2 separate regions of the Gossypium hirsutum genome follow, and region 2 is linked to region 1. Evidence: chromatin contacts called from public Hi-C data. All regions are on one chromosome and are shown on one strand. Each heading gives the region's core, a stretch centred on a gene start, on an enhancer-like site or on the middle of the called end of the contact. The rest is flanking DNA. Distances are from core to core; before and after follow the strand shown. Region 1 holds the start of LOC107944069. Region 2 holds the start of LOC107944606 (transmembrane protein 147).

What was found. A called contact is a pair of places that touch in the nucleus more often than the background predicts.
Region 2: a Hi-C map of leaf shows a contact between it and region 1, with 3 times the contacts expected there. The contact joins the promoter of LOC107944606 here to the promoter of LOC107944069 in region 1. A contact is called at or near these places in 12 of 34 Hi-C or Micro-C datasets (anther, hypocotyl, leaf and 1 more).

Annotation. Positions count from the first base shown.
Region 1 is chrA06:1,367,087-1,374,260 of Gossypium_hirsutum_v2.1, forward strand. LOC107944069 reads left to right here and starts at 2,924. Exons shown (of 3, transcript XM_016877881.2): 1 at 2,924-3,171; 2 at 3,470-3,645; 3 at 3,783-4,506. The coding sequence starts at 3,083. The coding sequence ends at 3,799.
Region 2 is chrA06:1,498,279-1,505,452 of Gossypium_hirsutum_v2.1, forward strand. LOC107944606 (transmembrane protein 147) reads left to right here and starts at 3,604. Exons shown (of 7, transcript XM_041114792.1): 1 at 3,604-3,841; 2 at 4,211-4,280; 3 at 4,377-4,436; 4 at 4,702-4,816; 5 at 5,198-5,313; 6 at 5,472-5,596; 7 at 5,686-5,997. The coding sequence starts at 3,765. The coding sequence ends at 5,806. It overlaps LOC107935570, which reads right to left. Exons shown (of 1, transcript XM_016868195.2): 1 at 6,684-7,174. The coding sequence ends at 6,802.

The DNA.
Region 1 (7,174 bases), core at 1,674-4,173:
AGACATGATTCTCGAATTGTCAAACACCGAGTATTGCCCTCATTTTAAAGGATTTCTAGAAAAGCCGAGTGAAATTTTGAAGGGATATTTGATTATTTTAAACAAACGAGAAATTGCTACGCAACACGTTAGGGCACGATCCCACGAATTACCAAATACCAGATATTGCATTCATTTTAGGGATTTTAAAAGACACGAGCGAAATTTTAAATTGATATTCGATTATTTTGAGCAAATGCGAAATTGCAACCCAACACGTTAGGGCACGATTCCGCGAATTGCCAAACATCAAATCTCATCTTTGTTTAAGGGATTTTAAAAGATATGAATGGAATTTCGAAGGGAAATTCGATTATTTTGAGTAAATGCAAAATTGCAACCCAACACATTAGGGCATGATTCCGCGAATTGTCGAACATCAAATTTCGTCTTCATTTTGAAGAATTTTTGGAAGAATACTTAAAAACATATTAATTCGATTTGAAATAAGATGACATTAATCGTAAAAAATTGGGTTTTAGAACCACATTTCAAAAATCAAAAGGAAAATAATGAATGGGGTAATATGTACATGCGAGACGCAATGCTTAACGAATGAAAATATTAATCAATTAGCAGAACAAGTAATTAAATATAATTAGTCTAAGTTAACCTAATTTCAATCGCGTAATAATAATCGTCATGTCAATAAGATGAATACCATGTGATGAGAATGTATATGCTACGATATAGAACAATCGACGAAATATATGCAAAATGGAATAGAATTTAAGAGTCAAAGTAGTATAAAACGATGTCGGAACAAAGGCGGTCTAATGAACCAATAATTTATGCTACATGCGAATTAATGAATTGAGACACCTTAAATCTAAAAAAACTAGGGATATATATACTTGATACATATTATAAAATGAATGAATTAATCGGATATCATGCCAAAACATTAAATAATATTGGTTTTAAAAAAAATGAAGAATTATAGTATGAAAATTTTAAAATATGTGTAGATATATTATGAATAATAATAATAAATGTATAATATGATATAGTCTTTAAAAAAACGTAATGGTTCCACAAATTATGTGTATATATAAATAATTTTTAAAAGTAACTATTTGTAAAACATGGAAATACATGCATGCTTATGAATGTAAAAAAATATATATATATGATAGCTTCAAGAGTGTGCTTGTATATGCGTAATAAGGAAAACTATGTAAAATACATAAATTAAATAATATCTATCTAGATCAAATATAAATATTAATATATACATATATACATATAATAATAATAATTTAAGAGATGCGTTTTGTAGGATTTTAAAATACGAGGAAAAAGAATTGATAATGATATATGTACATATGAAATAAGACCAATTTTAATACAAAATATACATGTACGTAAACAAAATGGACTAAAAACATACTAATGTGTGCAAAGTATATTTATTTTTTAATGAAAATATATATAAGGTTTATATATATACACGCATGGATTCAAAAGAAAGAATGTATGTGTCTAAAGGTAAGTACATGTAAATTTATAGATAGGGTAAACTACAAAAATAGTCACTTTTGTTTGCCTCATGTTACATTTTAGTCACTTATGTTTGAAATGTTACGATTTAGTCACCTATGTTATTATTTTGTTACGAAGTGATCACTCTTCCGTTAAGTTTTGTTATCTCCTTAACGGTAATCCTACGTGGCAGTCCAACTAGATATTACTGAATCTGCTAATACATACTTCATCCGGATAAAGTATGCATTATTAAAATTAAATTAAAATATTAAATAAGAAATAAAATTATGAAACAATATGTTATTTGGAAAATTACTATTATTGTAATGAGATACATGTTTTATTAGGTATAAGTATTTAAAATTTTGCTTTTGTAATGTGATACATGCGTAAATATATATATTATATATGTAATCATATTAGTGAATCTGCTAATACATACTTCATCCGGATGAAGTACGTATTAGCAGATTCAGTAATATCTAGTTGGACTGCCACGTAGGATTACCGTTAGGGAGAACTTAACGGAAGAGTGATCACTTTGTAACAAAATAATAACATAAGTGACAAAAACGTAACATTTCAAACATAAGTGACTAAAATGTAACATGAGGCAAACAAGAGTGACTATTTTTATAGTTTAACCTTATAGATAATTTATATACATACTCAATAACTTATATGAATCAAAAGCATGCACTAATATCCATGGATACAAAATAGTTTAAATCCAATGTGAAACACATATAAAGCATGTTTGAAATAAAAAAATGTTGAAATGCAATGATATATTTATAGAGTCCAAAGCCATTATGCATAAAAGTAGATTAACATTATTATAATATATATATATATATATATGTATATATAATAATATAGATGAAACCAATGTTTAAAATGTACAAAACATGATACTAGGATTGCTAAAAGAGAACAGTTTACAACAATGGAATAACTATGACTTAAAATTAAAAATAATTAATTAAGAACACACAAAAGGGCTACGAACTAAAGGACTTAATCGAAATTAAGCTAAAACAAGAGGGGAAAATTAAGAAAATAGAGCAAATAAAAAGGGGACCTATGCGCGAGGCGCGATAATGCAGGAGGATCTAAACTGGAAATATTCCAGTCCTTACAATGCAGCATTAAAACGCGGACTTGATCGCAAACACACGCAAATTATGGGTGAAATTTAAAAAAGAAAAAAATGAGAACATTGATTGATTTGAAAATGGAGCTAAAAGGAAGGGACCAAGCCCGTAAATATCCCTCACGGCAAAAACGCGCGGGTCCTCGGGGCACCTGGGGACGGGTCGGGTCAGGCTCTCTAGACGGTGTCGTTTTAAGGCTACAGATCATGCCTTAAATGGCAACCGTTTCGCATCACCGAATAAATGAGGACAAGGCCTCTGAAAACCCTAGGCATTTCAATCAAAGCAACGGAGAAAGGGGGGAACCCAAAGGTTCTGCGTCGTTCGGCCATCATTTCATCACTGCGACGATGAATGACGACCTTTGGTGACCACCCCCTTTTTGCTCCTTCATTCGATCCGGCATGGAACTCATCGATTTAAGCCCCGAAATCCCATCTCCGACTTCGATTTCAGTGAAGGAGACAAGGTCTTCAATGGCTCGTATGCAAAGGTAAGGTTTCACTCTCCCTCTTTTATTTTATTATACAGAAACATGTGAAAGTGAAAGAAATATGAAACAGATGCGAAAAAGAAAAAAAAAAGCACAAGGCGTTCGAAAAGATCACCTTCTTGTTCTATTGCTTTCTTATTGATTTGTTGTCTGTGTTTGTATTTGTGTGTCCCTCCCCAAAAATAACTTTACAATAAAAAATCAATAGGCTTTTATAGCCGAATGTAAAAAAAATAAGTAAAAAATGAAATACAATTCTTTTTTCGTCTTTGCTGCTTTTGTCTGTTCTCCTTTGCAGGTACGAGTACGGGGCTGTGCGTTGGCCATTGGCGCGAGGTGTACGGGGTGGTGCTGGCGTGTGTACGGGAGGGTGCGTGGTGCCAGGAGGATGCTGGGGTTGCTGGTTGCGGCGCATGGGAAGGAACCTTAAGGTTCTAAAATTTCTGGGCCACTTAGGGTGTTCATATTTGGGCTGTAAGGCTATTGGTTTTTTTGTAATGGGACTAAAGTATTAGTAATGGGGTCATGCTATTGGGCTTATGCTATGTAATTGGACTTTAAATATTTAAGGGACTGTTATAATTTTATTTATTTATTTATTTATTATATAGGTTTGGGATTTCTTTAGCGGGCCCGGGCCAAAATTGGTCACTACAACCTTGAGACATGACCTGAACCTTGTAAACAAAGGAGCTGAAAAAGGCTTAGTGAACACATCTGCTATTTGCTCTTGAGCAGGAACATGTCCTACTGTCAACCGTCCAGCAGCAATTTTTCCCGTACAAAAAAGAGATCTAATTCAACATGTTTGAATTTCGAATGTAGTACTGGATTAGCTGAAACAGCAACAGCTCTAGAGTTATCGCACCAAACAGTAGCTTTGCGAGCAGATGAAATATGCAACTCAGACAGGAGAGACTCGAGCCAAACCACTTCAGTAACAGTGTGAGCAAGAGCGCGATACTTAGCTTCGGCAGTTGACCAGGAGACGACCTTCTATTTTTTGGATCCCTAGGCGACCGGATTCCCTCAAAGAAATACACAAAACCCCGTAGTAGATTGTCTATCATCCACGTCGGTTCCCCAATTTGCATCTGAGTATCCTACTAAATCCAGGTCACGATTATGATCATGATCATAGTAATACATAGTTATTTTACTAATAGAAGTAGTCATGATCATGGCCACGGTCCTAACCATAGATTGTTATGGAGTTAACAATTATTTCAATCACCAAAAAGAAGAAGAATAGTAAAAAGAGAAAAGTAGTCTAATTAATCTTTCAACAATTGCTAAAATTTTTACTATTAATATAATATGAGTAAGTATTGGCCACATGTCTTTCATACACCTTAACATCTTTTAAAGTTTATCAAATATTCATTAAGAAAAAAGAAGAGAAAATGTTGAAACCAATTTGACAATCATAATGATGACATTAATGATGTTCGACAAAACAAAAATTAATTATTATCTCTTGAATATCTTTAATTAAGGCTAATTACGCTTCTAACAGTCAAATATTTAAAATAATCAAATAATAAATAATAATTTTTAACGCATTATTTTCGAGAAACTTTTGCAACTCGTCTTATCTTCTCAAGTAATTTTCTTTTAAAGGATCCGCAAATTTTCTTCCAACACAATCATCCTTCGTCATATAAACAAATTAATTCTTTTTCACTTTCCATTTGCCCAATACCTTTTTTATAGAACAAAAATTAGTTTGAAATTTCGAGATAACGTACTTAAACAGGTATCTATTATTTTGTTGATTCCATTCATTTTCCACAAAAACCGATCATATGGTCCAATTAAAAACAGGCCCACCACATGGATCTCGTGACCAATAGATTTCATTCATTTAATAAAACCACATTGCGTAGTCTTTCGATGGCAGATGAGAAAGGTAATGAAATGGTTTCAATTTTGGCGGTGAGAAATATAGTGGTGAATATTACTTTTAACGTCGAATATTAATTTTCAATTGTAGAAAATGTTACTTTAAATATGATTCTTATTAATTGAAGTGGTTGATAATATTGCAAGATAAATTTGTCATTTAGGAGGTATTCAAATTGATTTTTGATTTGGTGTGTAAATCAATTTTGGTTAAGCTTTTGTTTGAATTATATTATAGTTTATTTTCACATCAATAGCTAACGATGATATTTTATAAATGGGGTTTCGATTTTTCAACATCTTTTATATAATTATTTATTAAATATAATCTAAAATCCAACAAACAGTAGCAATTAATTGTTGGATTCATCGAAGACTTTTAATGGAGTTATTTTAAGATTCGTGAATTTTGGATCTTCATACATATCAATACCTTCACATATATCAATTACTTCATTTGATAGAGATAGTAAACCATACAACAGCTCGCACAAATGGCAAACAGTCTAATACGAATTTGAGGAATTGTCTCGTGAACTGACATTATGCAGACAGTTCATATGATACAAGAATGGCACTGTTCAAGTGAGAACAAATTTGCGGACACATGAAACTGCTCAATATGGCGGGATTGAAGAAATGCGGAGTATATCGGCAGAATGTGCGTGCTGACTGCATCCACAATTAGAATGAAGTTGTTTTGGTATAAGCTACCAGTGATGAGTGCGTGTTTGTTTTAAGTAAAATCAATCTTAGTTGGTAAATTTTTTTATGTGTTTTGGTAATAATTGGCATATTTGGTTATTTTATTTTTTTACAAGAAATATATTTCAAATTTCAAGATTATAACTCGTATATATTATAAAATTAGAAAACAAATGAAATATAGAGCAGACTCGTTATACTGTTAGTTGTCTGTTTTGCTTTCTTTCTTTGTTCTTAACACCAACAATTACTTTGCCACAGTTACTACTTTTCTTCTTGTTTCACAGCTGGTATATTGTTGCAGTGATGTCTTCACCTCGGATACCCGCACAGGTTTAAGCAATTCGAGTCGGTAATTTGAGAGGAGCTGGTATATTGTGTTTTAGTACGTCATTGCCATCGTGTTCAAGTTGGGTGTGCACAGAGCTTTGGTGCCATGAAAATATTCAATTTATAGATCTATTGGTTATCTATTCAAAATATATATTTTTTATTCAATGATGAAACATTTATTTGTTTGTGATTAAAAAAAATCCGATCATGTGGATCTCTTGAGTAATAGATTTCATTAATTTAGTTTAGATCTAAATAAATGGATATTATAGTCTAATTAATTTAATTAATTATCTTGTGAGATAGGATCTCAATCAATATCCATTGATGTAATTCTAAGATATTATGATTTTTTTTTATTTTTTTAAATAATACATAAATTAATTTGAGAAAATAATTTTTTTCCATCATGAATATCATAAGAGAAAGGGTAAATTACACCCATGGTCACTTTTGTTTACATCAAGTTACGTTTTAATCACTTATGTTTGAAATGTTAGTTTTAGTCACTTATATTATCGTATTGTAACATTTTAGTCACTGAGCTGTTAATTGTCGTTAATGGTATAACGGTAAGCTAATGTGGCACATTAAATCATCATTTCAAATAAAAAAATTAGATTAAATTATACAATTGGTCCCTATATTTTTTTATTTTGAGCAATTTAATTTTTTTATGTTCTTTTAACTCTTTTTGTTCATTATTTTCCATTCTCTTTTGCTTCTCTCTCTACTTCCTACTTATTTCTTCATTGTCAATTCGACTTCTTGATATGTTAAAAGAAATAGAGAAGGTAAGAAAATAGAGGGAGAAACATAAGATAATGGAAAATAAAGAATAAAAAATTTAAAGAACATAAAAAAAAATTAAATTGCTCAAAACGAAAAAATATGGGGATCGATTGTATAATTTACCCTAAATTTTTGTTTAAAATTATGATTTAACGTGTCATGTCAACTTACCGTTACATTGTTAGCGACAATTAATAGCTCAGTGACTAAAATGTTACAACATGATAACATAAGTGACTAAAACGTAACATTTCAAACATAAGTAACTAAA
Region 2 (7,174 bases), core at 2,354-4,853, 130 kb after region 1:
GGCGTAACTTCTCACTCCCACTTAAAAGGGTATGACCAACGGTCATGCAATGCAATGTGCAAAAATAAATCTGAACTTAAATACAGCAATTATGAATCACAATGACGAAGATCATAATAAAAATACAATGAAAGGATCGTATATTTAAACTAGGTTTTTGATTTTTGACAAAAAGACAAAAAGCAATCAACTCATGGCTTGACTCTCGTGTTTGTCCCCAGCGGAGTCGCCAAGCTGTTGACACCATTTTTTTGGATGAAAAACGGGGTCGACTTGGGTTTTGACGAAAACAAAAAAACGGGAGTCGCCACCGATCTTTTTAGATGAGGTGTGATCGGGTCACCTCGAAAAGTGGTTGTTTTTAATAAACGGTTTGATTTTATTAAAACAACAAGTTTGGTCCATGAAATTCAGAAAAATGGGTTCGGGAGTCGGTTACGCACGAGGAAGGATTAGCACCCTCGATACGCCCAAAATTGGTACCTAGTTGGTTACTTAATGTCTTAATGTCGAAATTTTAAATACGATCCTTTCTTTTTGAATAAAATGAATTGGAAGATAAAGCTCATTTATTTTAAAGAAATAAATTGTTACACTGAGTAAGTTAGAGTGCAACGTTTCAAATCCTCAAAATTAAGCTTATTCTTCGTCTTTTAAAACCTATGCATTTTAAGGAGGATATCCGATTATCTGAGTCAAATGAGAAAATCAAAACCCAGTAAGTTAGGGTTCGATTTCACAAAATTTCTAAATATCGAGCATTGCCTTTATTTTTAAAATCCTCGTCTCGAGAAAATAACATGTCATATCCAATGCGTTAGGATACAACGTGTCGAATTCCCGAGAATGAGCTTTTTACTTATGGGTTTTGATTAAAAAGGATGCTCGGTTATCTAAGTTCATCGAAAAATTTGAAGCCCAGTAAGTGAGGGCACAATTCTCGAGAACTATGAGAACGAGGCTTTTTTGAAAATTATGAAATAGGGTGATTGTAGTGCTCTGATAAAACACGATTTTTACAAATATGACATGATTGAAAAGTGATGTATGACGTAAAAGATAATATATAGTTCAAATGCATATCAAAGAATAATGAACAAATAATGAATTAATACTAACAAACATAGCAACAATAATCTCTATTGTACATTATGCTAATATCAATATCTACATTCAAAAACTAAAAGAAAACGAGTCAATTAAGGCAAATACGGACCAAATGTATGAGTTTTGAAATAACTAAAAAATATATAAAAATGAAATTATATTTATATTTTAGATAAATAATATATAAATGAATATTTGAAAGGAATTAAAAATATGGTTAAAAATAAATACTACATAGAATAATAGTGTCCAAATAGGTTTTAAAGTAAATATTATATAAGGAATAAGTCACAACACATTAAATAATATATATATATATATATATATGTGCACGTATACATGATGAAGATTAAACAATAATACATAATAATTTTTGAAACGAATGTATAATAAACCCAAAGTGTTAATACTATTTTATTTATTATATAAAATAATACTACATTAAAAATCCGTGATGAAATTAACCATTGATATAATAATACTCAAAGTAATAATATAAATAATAAAATTATAATACGTGTACATAGATAAATAAACATATAAATAATAAAACTAATGTTAACAATAGTAAAGATAATAAACTAAACAAAATTAGTAATAATAATGAAACAGAGGATCAAATTGACACCAAAGCTGAAATTAAAGGAAAAAAATCTAAAATAAATAAAAGGGAAGGTCCGAATTAAAAAGCGCGAATGACATGGGGGACTAAAAGGGTAATATTTCCCACCCTCCAAAACGCAGCGTTATGACGAGGACCGAAATGAAGCGGACATCAAATTAAAGGGCGAAAATTAGAAATAAAAAAAATTGATTTGAACGCGCTACAAAAAGGGGAGGACCATCTGCGTAAATAACCCAAAAGTCAGAAACACGCGGATCCTCCCCTTGGGTCGGGTCACCGCGTGGGTCAGAGACCAAAACGACGCCGTTTTTGGTCTCTGAACCCTAAGCCCAAACGGCGCCGTTTTGAAAACCTTATTTAAGACAATTTTTTTTTAAAAACTTATTCTTTCATTGTTTAGAAAAAAACTTCAGAGAAAAAAGAAACCCTCAGCCCGCCCTTTCCTTTGGCTAAACGGGCCACCCATGACCCCGCCACATGCGGTGGTCGGAGGTTCTAAACGGTCGGTTTTTAACCCCGTTTCAGGGACCAACTAAGGATCGGGCTTTAGACTCGTAGGGCCGAGGAGCGAAACCCCCAAACGTCGCCCTCGGGGTCCGATCTCGAAGACCCGAAGACGGACTCCGGCGACAACGCAAGCGAAGTGACTCAGGTACCGCTTCGTTTCCTTTTTCTGTTTCTTTGTTTGTAGATGTAGAGAGAAGAAAAAGAAAAATAAACAAATCCGGAACAGGAGAATCGCAAATCACCTTCAAAATTTTTTGTTTTTTTGATTTCTGAAAGTGTTTTTTTTTTTTTTGAAGAGGGGAAAACCGCCCCTTTTACAATGGTTTTGAATCAGTTTTTTGAACCAAAAATAATAATACCCCCCCTTTGCTTGTTGTTGTTGTTCTCTTTATTATTTGCAGGTGAAGCAGGTGGGTAGAGACGTGATGGAGGCATGGAAGGGACGGTGGCAGGTGCGCCATTTGCGCTGACGGCGGCCGAAGTCAGAAGACCCTAGGTGCGGCGCACCTAGGGTTTATTTTTGCTGTTCATTTTTCTGATTTTGTTGGGCTAGGGTTGTTAGGTTATTTGGGTGTTGGGTCTGTTGGGTTTTAGGTTTGGGTTATTGGGCTGAGGGTAGGCTATTGGGTTATTGGGCTAGTGGTTCTGAGCTTGTTGTTTTGGACTTTATGGACTGTAATTTGGACTTTTATTTTGTGTTTAATTGGGCCTCGGGCAAAATGGCCTGTAACAGAGTTCAGTAACTAATTATCCATATTATATATTAGAATTGTAATTTAATGCATGTAAATTTTAGAAATAACTTTTAGCTAACACAATGGGTGCAAAAAGTTAAAGGTAAAGTATATTAAAGTTATTAAACTATCAGTAAGTTTACACTTTAGTCAGTCAATTTTAAAAAGTTACAAAAATAGTCATTAAACTATTCAAAAATTTTCATTTAAGTCATTGAGTTGTTAAAATCGTCATTGTATAGCCTTCTCCATTCTCACTATTGACACCAATTGAAAGGGTAAACTTCACCTCCTCTTCTACGATTTAGATTTTTGTTTCATGAAAAAACTTTGAATATCACAAATATGCGAACTAAAATCCAAACAGCTTTCTTCTTCAATCTTCAACACCGACCATTAGATCGGCTTGGATTTGTGATATGTTCTACTACTTGTTGATGGGTACTAGTCCATTGTACCATCGAATCATAGCTCGAAGCTCGCCAGCCTGACTTAACAATCCAGTGACTTAAATGAAAACTTTTGAATAGTTTAGTGACTATTTTGTAACTTGTTGAAGTTGAGTGACCAAAATGTAAACATACTAATAATTCAGTGACTTTAGATGAATTCACCCGAAAAAGTTAAAGCACACATAAAATTTGGAGTCCCAAAGGCCCATTGCTCATGATATACTAATCGGTATTTTCAGGGCTTATTGAAGGCCCTAAACAGAAACAATTAAACAAAACAAAACCATCTGCTCGTCGCAGATTCAGATCGAAAATTGGGGCCAAAAAATACGAAGAAAAATGACGATGTTTCACTTCTTCAACTGTGCGATCCTCACTTTCGGTCCTCACGCCGTCTACTACTCCGCCACTCCCTTGTAATGTCCCTTCTTCCTCTCTTTTTTGCCTCATTTTTATGTAATTTTTGTGATTTGTTAATCGATTAAAGCATTTTTTTAATATCGTTTAATTTTTGTAATTTAATAATAAATTAATACTGATCTGGTGTTCAATTCAAAATTTGAATGAAAAACAGAAGCTGTTTCGATAAAAAATGTTTCTTTAAAAAAAATTCCACTGTTAAGTAGTAATTGCTAAAATGAACTAAGATCTAGAGCGAAATGTTTAGTTAGTTTGATTAAAATGCTGAAAAATATTATGTTGAAGGAATTTGTTATTTTCTACTATAATTATGGCGATGGTAATTTATGAATCAGTGTATTTAACAGTAAATCATGTTTATGTAGATCGGAGTATGATACTCTTGGTACTTCTGTTAAAGCTGCCCTTGTTTATCTTGGAACAGCTTTGGTAAAGGTGAGTACGTGCTAAAAATCTTTACTATTGTGTTTCTCGTCACTCTATTTGGATTGTTAATTTGTTTTTTTTCTTTTGGCTTTAATATGGTGGCAGCTTGTTTGTCTCGCAACGTTTTTGAAGGTTTCCGAGAATGATGGCTTCGATCCGTACCAGGTACTTCTGTTTCTTTTGTTCTTAAATCGGAATTTACATGGAAGAACGTAGATATTGGGCGGATTATTTTTTTGTGATGTAGTTGAAGATAATCATATTCTAAAGTTAGAAAATATTTTGAAAATTAGTACCACTTTCTTATTTATAGTTGCATGATGTAGGTTACAGATGTAGCGTGTGCCATGTAGTAGTACTATGAGTCTTTTTTGGAAACAATCTATGAATTTAAACTTATCAACAATTTGTGTTGTTTTCGTATTTTCAGGAACTTTTGAAGGCAGTGATTGGTTTTATAGATGTTGCTGGACTTTATTTTGCCTTAACACAGTTGACTCATAGGAACATCTCTCAAAATCATAAATTTCAAGCTGTTGGACTTGGTGAGTGAGATTGACTCGGTCATCTTACTTGAAAATAATGTGAATCTTTGAAATTTGGTCTTACTAGTAGATGAATGAACTTATATTTGAAAATGTGGCAATGAAATGCTCTGTTTACTCGAACTCAGGTGTGAGTGTTGAATACGGGTTGCATCAGATACAGATGTGCTTAGATTTTTCTTAGTTTTGCATCTATCCAACGTATTTTCTAAGTTTTTCTATGTATTTGGAGCATGCTCTAAGCTTATATCCCACATTCATATGTCGAACATGGGTATTTCAAGAAGAATGAAATGTCTTAGCGAAATAGCATATATATTATGGTTCTTTTCACTTTTCTTAATTCTTGAGCACTATGGCTTCTTTCTTTTATGTTGATAGGATGGGCATTTGCTGATTCGGTTCTACATAGATTGGCACCTCTTTGGGTGGGAGCTAGAGGACTAGAATTCACTTGGGATTTCATTCTACAAGGCTTGGAAGCAAATGCTAATTTGGTATGTATATTTCTTCAATGATTGGAACATTTCTTTTGTGACCAGCTTGTCGGCATTCTTGATGTTATATCAGTAGTTTGTTTCTAAGTGCTTTCACAAATTAGAAAAAAAGGACCATGTAACGGCTAGAATTTATCTCTATCCTTTTATCAATTCAGGTGTTAAGTATATCTCTTGCTGCATTGGGATCTTTAATGTGGCTTCGCAAAAACAAGCCCAAGACTTTGATTCCCATAATATACACATGTGCCGGAATCGTTGCTACCATGCCATCCATTACAAGGTCTGTTTTAACTTTCTCTATACATGGCCGCCTTTGCAATGAATACTAGATGATAATTTTTCGTTTTTTGGTTGGCTAAATCTCGGCAGCTATCTAAGGCGAGGATTGGGATGGCACTTCCCGAAGGTGGTAGTCTTCGAATTGTTCACGTCTTTGAGTATGGCTTTCATTAGTTGGCAATTGTTTTCTGCATGCCAAAGGCCCTCTTAATGAGGAGCACAGTTTATACCCTCCACTTGATGTTTGAAAGAGATTTTATTGCCTATCAATTTTTCAATCATCTTTGATGTACTGTTGGAACTATCTTAACATCAATCTGTAAGATTTTTGCCAATGGCAGAAAAACTCAGATTTTGTATCTCTAGAAAAATTAGCGAGAAAAAAAAAAGATTTTGGATGTAGAATTTGGGAGCATTATTGTTTTATACCTCATTCTTCAATGACCTTTTACATCACATAAAAATGTTGGCATTAATTTGGAAATTTACATGTTCTGTATGATGGATTGGATCTTCTTTACCTACATATATGGGGTTGTTGGTATTGTACTAGTATGCAGGGACGAAGCATTTTTCTTAGTTTGTGCATTTTTGAAATTTTGAAAATTTAATTCTAACCAAACAGTGGCAATTAAATACGATTGGTTAAATTTTACTATTGATCTTGTCCTGTGTGTAAAGTTAGAAATTTAGTCCATGTTCTAAAACATAAAATTTTGAAATTTTAGTCTTAATGTTAACAATAGTCATTAAATCTATTAATCAATTTTTTTTTTTTTTTTAATAGGTGAAGACAACCGCGGACATAGCATTACACACATTAAAATTTGAAAATAACAAGCTTAACTTAATGAATTTATAGTTGTCATTTAATTAGGATTAATTTTAAAATTTTAAAAATATAGGAATTGAAAACTGACTAAATTAAAATACAAATAAATCCAAACTTAATCAAAATAAAGGGTCAAATAACATAATTTAATAACTCAATATACTACATTGAAATGTGCATTCAATGCTATGGTACTAAATTCTCTTGGTTGTACAGATGTTTTTTTAAAATTTATTATTATTATTTAATTTAGTACTTATAATAATTAATTGATTTTATTTATTTCAAAATTATTTTGATCGCACAAACCAGCAAAAATTCACATCAACATTACACCAAGGACCTAAAAGAAAAGAAAAAACAAGGGGTTGTGCTCACTCCTCGGATTCCTCTAGCCATGCTTCAATACGCAAAAGAACAAACCCAACTGCAACCCCAACCAAAACGAGTCCATTCATTATAGCCGCAATCTTGAATATCTCAGCCGTTTCATTGCACGTAGACGATAAACCACCACCACCCTTTCTTCCTTTGTCATTCCCTTTCAAGTTGCTAACAACATTAGCAAACCACTTCTCGGTACTCACCGGCATCCCAAGTGAAACCACGTTGTTATGTGCTTTCAATCCACCATAGCAACTCATTCCACCAATGTAAACCACTTTGGGTGTTGTTTTTCGAGCTTTGCTGCCGTAATTCACCACCGACGCGATGACCGTGGTTGGAGCGACAACAGCCGAAGTACTT